Regions from separate parts of the Mus musculus genome. Here region 1 is linked to region 2. The links are chromatin contacts, called in public promoter capture Hi-C maps. All regions are on one chromosome and are shown on one strand. The core of a region is the stretch at or near the end of the contact, and the rest is flanking DNA. Distances in the headings are between cores, read along the strand shown. Region 1 holds the start of Cenpu (centromere protein U). Region 2 has its middle 14 kb from the start of Gm30880.

The links. Promoter capture Hi-C pulls out the DNA fragments that hold promoters and counts their contacts.
Region 1: a contact with region 2 is called in a promoter capture Hi-C map of pre-B cells. The contact joins the promoter of Cenpu here to the enhancer-like site in region 2. A contact is called at or near these places in 17 of 39 promoter capture datasets (3T3-L1-derived adipocytes, the C10 cell line, the HPC-7 cell line and 12 more), 4 of 484 Hi-C or Micro-C datasets (bone marrow-derived macrophages, embryonic fibroblasts, neurons and 1 more), 15 of 115 datasets of contacts at active chromatin or transcription factors (the NIH/3T3 cell line, bone marrow-derived macrophages, craniofacial prominence and 11 more) and 1 of 9 other capture datasets (pancreatic islet).

Annotation. Positions count from the first base shown.
Region 1 is chr8:46,549,928-46,554,770 of GRCm38.p6, reverse strand. Cenpu (centromere protein U) reads right to left here and starts at 2,702. Exons shown (of 13, transcript NM_027973.4): 1 at 2,644-2,702; 2 at 708-756. The coding sequence starts at 2,684.
Region 2 is chr8:46,268,259-46,272,891 of GRCm38.p6, reverse strand. It overlaps the pseudogene Gm24669. Among named protein-coding and RNA genes, the nearest start is that of Gm30880, 14 kb to the left of the region's middle. Within about 2 kb of position 1,926, at least 4 of the 459 cell types and tissues checked have an H3K27ac peak or open chromatin away from gene starts, as enhancers often do. A contact at or near this core is called in pre-B cells, where this site is marked.

The sequences.
Region 1 (4,843 bases), core at 1,453-3,952, 280 kb before region 2:
AAACCGTATATGAACCAAGAGGAATTCTATAAACTCATATGCAGCTGTTAAAAAAACTAAGTGGAAAAAAAATGACATTTCAAAACATTATAAAGCTTTTACGTGATGTCAAATATCTGAATAAAAATAGAAACTAGACTCAGAAGAAAAGATGGTTCTAAAACGCTAACAAAGTTCCTTTTCTCCAACATTCTGGATAAAACACTTTTTAAAGCTGCTATAAAAAAGTTTGTCAAAGCCAGGCGTGGTGGCACACGGCTTTATTCCCAGCACTTGGGAGGCAGAGGCAGGCAGATTTCTGGGTTCGAGGCCAGCCTGGTCTACAAAGTGAGTTCCAGGATAGCCAGGGCTATACAGAGAAACTCTGTCTCAAAAAAACCAAAAACCAAAAAAAAAGTTTGTCAAGTGTGGAGGTGGAGGCTAAGGTGGTGATGGTGACCCAGCACTCGGAGGCAGATGCAAGTAGATTTCTGTGAGCTCAAGGCCTAGACTGGTCTACAGAGTGAGTTCCAGGACAGCCAGGTCTAATAGAGAAACCTTGTCTCAAATTAAAAAAAAAAAAAAGTAAAATAAAAATAAGAAAGAAAGAAAAGAAACAAAGAAAAGATTTTGTTAAGAGAACTCTCCAAAGTATGATTCCCACAAAATGATAGCTTTGCCTTCAATGGCTTAAGGGGGGGAAAAATCACATTAACAATCTTGCTTACCTGTTTCCTGGAATATGTGCTTCTCAAAGTGTTCTTTGAATGTTTTGCACTATTAAAACACAGATGACAAAATTTTAAAAGTGAATTCAGCAGATATTTTGAGCAACTGGGAAAGCACTGTAAGCTATAATCCTTCCAAGGCGCACCTTTCCAAATTATCCTCATTACTGCTCACCCAGCAGAGCTGAAGCCAGGCAATAAACCACTGGGGAGCAGGGTTGGGGGGGACACCTATCACTTTGTTAACCATCTCAGTTGTGTGTATTAGGCTACAATAGAAAAGACTTATTGCCACCCACACTCCCAGCACAGAATACCGCAGTAATAATCCGAGGGGAGGGGGCTGGGACTCCCCACTTGTAGCCAACTCTCAGACCTGTACTGCCTTTGCTTTGGGATAACCGCAGACTGTGATTCTGAGCTCAGAAAGCTTAAGTGACTTCTGAATGGCACCTCGAAACAGAAGTAGGTGGGACAACCTGGAGGCATAAATTGCCTAGCCTGAACTCTTTTCCATCTGACTCTTTTTTTTTATGATTTGTTTATTTTATGTATAGGAGTACACTGTAGCTGTACAGATGGTTGTGAGCCTGAGCCTTCATGTGGTTGTTGGGAATTGAGCTTTTAGGACCTCTGCTCTGCTCGCTCCGGTCAACTCCACTTGCTCAGTCCCTGCTGGCTCTAGCCCAAAGATTTAGGTATTATTATACACAAGTACATTGTAGCTGTCTTCAGACCCACCAGAATAGGGTGTCAGATCTCATTACGGGTGATTGTGAGCCACCATGTGGTTGCTGGGATTTGAACTCAGGACCTTCAGAAGAGCAGTCAGTGCTTTTACCTGCTGAGCCATCTCACCAGCCCCTCTACCTGTTTCTTGTGTGTGCTCCAAAACCAGAGAAATTCCCTTCTAGCTGTGGGCTGGAGTCCTGGAGCAGTTTCCAAACTCTACAGAAACCTCTTTCTTTCCTAAAGGAAATCTCTACAGTAACCATTTTATATAATCTTTGCTGTATGCATCCGTGTGTTTTAGGAGTGATAATGAACAGATTTCATAAATTCCAAGCCTCAAGATGTTGAAACAACAAAAACCACTGGTTTGGCAGATCAAGTTCTAAGCTCCTTTCCCTTGCTCAAAGGTGGTGGTGGCTCACGCCTTTCATCTCAGCACTTGGGAGGCTGAGGCAGGTGATCTCTAAGTTTATGGCCAGCCTGGTCTACAAGAGTTGAGTTCCAGGACAGCCAGGGCCACACAGAAAAATTCTGTCTCGAAAAACCAAAAAAGGTAAAAGCACAAACCAGCATGCCCTGATAAGCTCCTTTGCCCTTTTTAAATCTTCCTTCCCACTGCTCACCGAATGTGGATTCCCCCACCATCTGTGTCCTGTGGTAGCTACAAGCATCATCTTCCATAGGTAATCCTCCCACGGAAGACTTCCTACGCAGAGGAGACCTTTCTATCCAAATCTCTACCAGGCTTTGGATGCGCGCCAGACACGCCCAGAATATCCTTCGCCAGGAGTTGGTGGCGCTAACCTTTCGGGCCGCTTACTAACTTCTTTTCAGATGCACACCTCTTATATAATGAAAAGATCCATGAAGCACTCTGAATGTCCTTTAGGTATTTAGGCAAGGCCAGCCCAAGCTCTAAACAAGCAGCTGCCTGGTCCCTCGCTAGAGATTTCGTTTGGCTTCCGTGTTTTCTATTACGAAAACAGCTGCGTCTTAGAAATAAAAAGCAATGTCGACAGACCAGAAATGATTACTGTTAAATATTTGCTTGTCACATGAAAGCGACGCTGGTGTCTGAGTTCCCCTACCACACAGCTTGACTCCTGGCTCTAGGATTCGGGGCTGTGGGAATTGAGGCCGGGTCAGCGAGTCTCTGGGACGGGTTGAGCCCATCCTGGGCGGATTTCGGGGCGGCAGCACTTACCCCGGGTTCCCCGAGTATCTCAAACTTCTCCTTGCAGCCATCCTACCGTTCCCAAAGGCAGGGACTCCAAACTCGCGCCTAGCCGGTCTTGCTCTGAACAGCCAATCAGAGCCTAGTCCTCGCTATGCTCCGCCTTTTCCGGGGCGGGGCCAGAGAGCGTCCTGGGCGAGAGCACGATGAAATCCAGGCCTGGAAAACACCCAACAGCGGAGCGGAGTCCAAAGCAACCGGCTTAGCTGCTGCAGGCTGTCTCTCCCGCTCTCGCTCCGTTCCGTAAATTTAGAACTCCCCGGCCTCGTGGGCGGGTAAATGACCCGGAGCTGGTGTGGGTGTGGGTGGACCCGAGCCAGCCGCCAGCGGATCCAAAACTCCAGTGCTTCCGGGCGGGCTGTTAGTTGATGGACTACTGTCAAATCCTTCGCATTGCTAAATGCAGATGCCGCTTTTAGCTCCCTGTAGCAGCTCACTGTTGAACGCGACACGTTATTTGTCCTCCCTTCCAGGTCCTTCGTAAAGCGGGAAGGTCCCTTCTGGATCCATACTCACGATTCTTTTGTTTTTACATTTTTCTTGTGGTACAAAAGAATGAAAAATTGATTTAAAGGGATCAAAGATATAAGAAGTAAAAAAAACGGCCAAACTCAGAAGAAAACTGAATCAAGACGTTGGACTTGGCAATGAATTTTTTTTTAAGATTTATGTGTATCGATGCAAAATGTTATATATTTATTATATATACGCATATGTATGTATATATACACACACACACACGCATATATATATACACATCCGTGGTCCCAGTGGAGGTCAGAGGAGGGCATCAGATACCCTGAAACTGGAGTTACAGATAGTTATGAGGCTGGGAAACTCTGAGGTCTTTGGCAAGAGGCTCCAAATGGCTGAGTCATCTCTCCAGCTCCAACAATGATTTCTTGATTAACCTAAAACACAGTGGTAATGAGAAAGGCCAGAAATGGGGGTGATGGGAGAGATAGATGGTTGTGTAAAAAAGGTGGATGTATTTAAACACTTAAAATGACTGGAATAAAAAGCTGAAATGTCCAATTTTATGTTATAAATTTTATCACAATAAAAATATGAATACAAGCTAGGCAGTGGTGGTGCTTGCCTTTAGTCCTAGAGGCAGAAGCAGGTAGCATGGCCTACAGAGTGAGTTCCAGGACAGCCAGGCCTACACAAAGAAACCCTGTCTCCAACAAAGGGTATTTAACACTGTAAAAATAAAACATAGACACCTATATTACTGAATCAGAACATAAAATGTAACAGTTCTCTCAGACTCTTCCATGAATGGCCCTTTTCACAAACCATACGGTTTTTTTTATTTGTCTTTAGCATTTTTATGCTTTTCAGCCTCGATATGCCTCTGTGTATAATCATTGTATATTTCTATCTCTATAAATAACGTTTGGTAGGTTTTCTGCAAGTATCCTAACCAAAGCCATAATTTTTAAAGTGTCCACATCTGCATGCAGCTGTAGTTCATTCATGCTGCCTTTGGAATTCATTAAGTAACTATTTGCATCGCTTTTATTCCTCTGTGCTATGGGTACATCAATGTTTTCTATTTACTATTCCCGACAGCACATCACCAGGAATTCTTACGCACATCTTCCAGGGCACTTGTCTGTGAGTATCTAGGGTCAGTAGAGATACCATGTAAGATGTAGTCGTGGTCAGCTTTGCATGACACCAGGTTTTGTACATTGTTTTGTGAACTGTAGACTGTTTTCTTTACCCCTCCCTCCACTCTGCCTACTCAGTAAGTTCTAAAGAGTTTCACATCTCCTGTCTACTGAGATGAAACGCTTGTGTTTATGACGTGCGTTTCCCTCAAGGTTATTTCTGTTTCCTCGTCATCGAAAGGTGTGCGTCCTCAATTACCCAGAAACCATCTGGATGACTGCCAGAGGAGGGCAGATCACCTTGTGGGTATTGCAGGAAGTTCCTCATGGATGGGTAGAAACGGGCTTCCTGGAAGCATGGAAAACTGGCATACTATAGAGAGCAGAGGTAACTCCATTTTCTGGGAAGGGAGATGTGGATAAACCTTTTATGCTTTGGAGTTGGGGAAAAAAGAAACCACTCGGGTGCTCAAACAGGAAGGGGACTCCTCCCTCAGTGGAAACGAGCAAAACTCATCCAGATAGGTTTAAATCATTAAAGTTCTGAGTTTGTG
Region 2 (4,633 bases), core at 677-3,176:
GTGGTGTTCTTCAGGAACCACCATCTTGTTTTTGGAGATAAGGTCTCTTGGCTTGCCTAGGGCTCGCTGGTTTGGTTTTTCAGGCCAGCCAGCAAGCCTCAGGAATCCGAGTCTTCCCAACAGTAGGATTCCAAGCTCAGGCTTCCAGGTTCTGCTCTGTATGTGGGTGATGGGAATCAAACTCAGACCCCAGCCATCTCTCTAGTCACTATGGAATTTGCTGTTGTACACGGTTGATGGAATCTTTAGGCTAATGATGCTCATTTTCCAGGAACTGGTGTCCCTTAGTCAGCTTATATTTATTCCTAACTGTTTCCCTGACAACTCCCACTTTTTGTCCGAAGAAGTTATCACAAAGATGCCCTCAGGACACAAGAAAATTAGAGGACAGAACTTATAACAAAGTAGAAGAAAGCTTATTTACTCTTTTGTCCACAACCAAGGAGAAAAATATTCTTAGTTTCTCTCCTCCCTTCCTATAACAGTGTTAGGATTTGTGGGAAAGTTCAAGAGTCAGGAGTTACGCATATATGGATGTAGCTGGCAGGCAGGTTATCCATCCTTTCTTAGTGAATGTCGGGTGACTTTCCTGGTACCCAGGCCAACTGAATTGTTTCCATTCTCAGTACTGAGCTCCAGGGGAATTTTAATTCTTTAGAGACCATGGTTACACTAGTCTTAGGATATGGGTGGGAAAGTATTTTAAAGGGCAATGTTGTATTCATAACCTATAATCTATTTTTTTAAAATATGGAATGCTTCACTAATTTGCATGTCATCCTTGCTCAGGGGCCATGCTAATCTTCTCCAATTTTAGTATATGTGCTGCTGAAGCGAGCACTATAATCTATTTTCTAATGATTCGGCCAGCGATAGTCTAGTCATTATCTGTCAGTCTATCTATCTATCTACCTACCTATCTATCTATCTATCTATCTATCTATCTATCTATCTATCTACCTATGTATCATCTATCAATCATCTAATCTATCATCTATTATGTATAATTTATCTACCACATAACTATTATTTATTAACTTTTAGTTTTGCTTTCTGTTACTGAGATAAAACACAACAATTAAAGACAGTTAGGGAGAAAGGGTTTCTTGTTGTTGTTTTAAGCCATAGTCCTGGGTTACTGTCCATCATTGTGAGAACGATGTGTAAGCCCAGTCACATTATAACCAAGAACTTGGCGCTCAGAGCCGTGGGAAGCGCTACCAGAATTGTTGGCAGCTCTGGTGGGGGACGTTGGGGGTGGCTGGAGAGACAGCTCAGCAAGTAAAGAAAACTTAACACCTAAGGGGGATCCCCAGAACCCACGCAGCGGGAGGAGACAACTGCCTCTTATAAGCTGTCTTCTGACCTCTGTATGTGATATGACATACCATGCACCCTCACACCCACACGTAAAATAAATAAAAATTTTAAAAATATGGGATGAGGAACTGTGGGAGGGCCGACCAGGATGGGGTAACAACTGGACCTTTAAAAAAAAGTAATTTAAAAAATAAAAAATAAATAAGTAAAAGGGGAAAAAATTAAAAATAACTGGTGGAGGATGCTGAAGAGCTACTTTAAATAATCATGAGTTTTGTAATAAAAGCAGAAGTGAAGACTTTAGCTCCCACTAATTCAGGCTGTTTTATTCAACCAAGGTCTTACACATTTTTGTTTTTTCATTTACAGACCTGACGTTTTGGCTAGGGATAGAGTAACCAGGGTGAGGCAGGCTGACTATAAAAGAAGGACCCAATCTAGAACTAGGGGATCCCAGATACTGGAGAATTAGGTAGGATTCCGGCTACCTAAGTAAGCAAGTTAAAGAAGAAATGAGCCTTCCTCCCCGCAGAGACTAACACCCTTTGCTGAAGAGCACAGAACAGCAGCCATCCTGTGGGTGGCCAGGTGCCAGGAGCCTGGTGCTGTTATTGGCCCAGCAGGGTTAAAGGAAAGATGGCTCAGGAGACCTGCTGCAGGCACACCCAAGCACACTGGATCAAGAGGCTACAAAAAACAGGATATCCCTTAATGAGTTATTTTTGCGCTTGGTTAAGCCAAAAGCCTCCTCAGGAGGCTGGTGACTAAAAATAACCTTACCATTGTATGGAGCGATGGCAAGTGCTCTCTCTCCGTTCCAGGGGATGCGTAAAGAAAAAAAAAAAAAAAGAAAAAGAAGGTCTTCCCAAGTCTTCACGAGAGATGTAGATTTTAGGGTGACCCTAGGTCATACAGAACTAATCAAGTGAAATCAATAAGAAAATGACCCTGACAGTCAGCAAGTATTTGAAGACTTTATCAAAAAGAATTAGCAATGGGCAAACTCACTGGGTGCTTCGAAGGACCAAATCTGCAAGGTGGCATTGTGTGGCTGGGATTAAATTATTTATTCATTGTTAATTTATTTATTTATGTATGTGCAAATGACTTTGCTGCTGCAGGTGCTCCGGGCACTGCTGAAAAGCCTGGGTTTTTATGTCCAGGCCTAGAATATTGGTCCATTTAACTCATTTATCCCTTAAGGCGATCAGGGCTGACTCTTATCTATGGGGAGAGGAGGGAAACCATATGTGTGCAGGGAATGATGCAGGACCTGGGCAACAGTAAGGACCCACACATTTCAGATTCATGCAAGTCTCTGGGGAAAGCGCCACACAGTGTAATGCCCAGTGAATTAGCAAATGAATGCTTGTGTCAATATGAGAAAAGAAAAAAAAACCCTGATTACTTTAAACAGATAAAAACCCTCCAGGGAACTCTAGAAAATGCAAGCTCTTTTTCTTTGCCTTTTGGCTAATTTAATTTAATTTTTAAAAGAGGATCCAGAGTATCTGAACTTCCATGAAACTTACACATACAAAGAAAAAAGAGGGGGTCTAATGGATCCTTGATTTTGTACATGGGTTGAAATTGTCTCAGTGGTTACTGGGTGAAACAAGATCGTTTCAGGCATTCTCTGGTGGCGTTCACTATTCAGTCATGGCCTGCCCAAACTGAAAAGTAAAGAATCTATCGTTACCTTCTAGACACGCCCAAGGAGTAAAACAGATAAAGACTCTATACGAATAATAACAAAGTCGAATGTAGGGGAAACCTAGAGGTGAAATCAAATCATGCTTTTATTTTCTCTAGGTTTAGGCAAATAATGGTCACCCCATGTTCTTGTTGACCCAGCACCATGGGATGCTGGGCAGGACATGACCTCTGGGAGAAGAGAACACAAGAACTCAGCATGATGGTTTCAGAGAAGAAATCGCCAGGAACATCAGCCCAGTGAAGGCTCCCTACAGGAGTAAGACCCCCCTGACTCTTCAAAGAGAGGCGTGACAGCAAGGTCCCTGGAGGGACACTAGTGTGAATCGGTCAGGGTGCTTTGTAAGTGTTTGACTTAGGACACACAGCCTTTGGCAATACAGAGCTGCACAAGTGTCAAGGTGCTGCTTCACTTGAGATACAGAGAGGTAAACTTCCCTGGGAGTCGAGGGTGGGGATGAGAAAAGGCAAAAGAACCATCGAACTCAATAGCAGGATTTTCTTCCAAGCATTTGGTTGTTTATGATCCTAAAATAGGATATATTAGCATGGAGATGCAAAAATTAACAAATTCTAACCGAGACAACTTTTCCAGGTTTCAGTATTAATTCAGTGCTCCCTGCTTGGATAGTGGTAAGTATTATGACATTAAGCACCTATTGCTGGAAGAACAGAAAGCTAGGGACAGTGTCGGGGAGGACCATGAATAAGGACAATGACATATGTGTATGAAAATGCTGTAACAAAATCTGCTGCTTCCCATGTTGATTAAAAACAAAATAAAATTAAAAAACTCTTCAAAATAACGTATCTTCATAATCCTCCCTGGGCTTGCCTAGCCAGATCTAGCCAGTCTGAGGTTGGTAACTGCCACCCCAAACATCTGATCTCAAGTCTTGAGGTGTGTTTTCAACTTCTGAATGTCCATAGTCAATGTTTGTATCTGAAAACCCTGTTTTGTTTGAGACGCACTGTCATTCAATACAGACCTAGGGCTTCCCTGGCTATGCTCTCATTTGCAGTATGGTTAGCGCTTGATGTCATGAAGTTGCCTCTTCAATTTTTACCAATAATGAATAGACAAGCCCTTCTTCCCATTATTCCAAATTAATAAGCATATTATTTTAAGACCAGAGAGAACAGAAGAATAAAATCAAGATCTATGTTATGCCCAGAAACACAATAATTTACTACTCTTGATACCTAATGTGTGCTCTAGGACTACTTTTTAAGTAAAACTTTTAAAAAGGTTTTAAAATTATTAATTATGTATATATAATACATAATTAATATATAATTAATAGGTGCCAGGAACTGACCTCAGGTCCTCTAACAAAACAGTACATGATTTTAACTGCCAGACCATCTCTCCTGTCCTTAGGATAATCTTATTTTTAAAATCAACACAGGGCTGGAGAGATGGCTCAGTGGTTAAGAGCTCTAACTGCTCTTCCAAAGGTCCTGAGTTCAAATCCCGGCAACCACATGGTGGCTCACAACCATCCGTAATGAGATCTGATGCCCTCTTCTGGGGTGTCTGAAGAAGGCTACAGTGTACTTATGTATAATAATAAATAAATCTTTAAAAAAAAACAAAAGC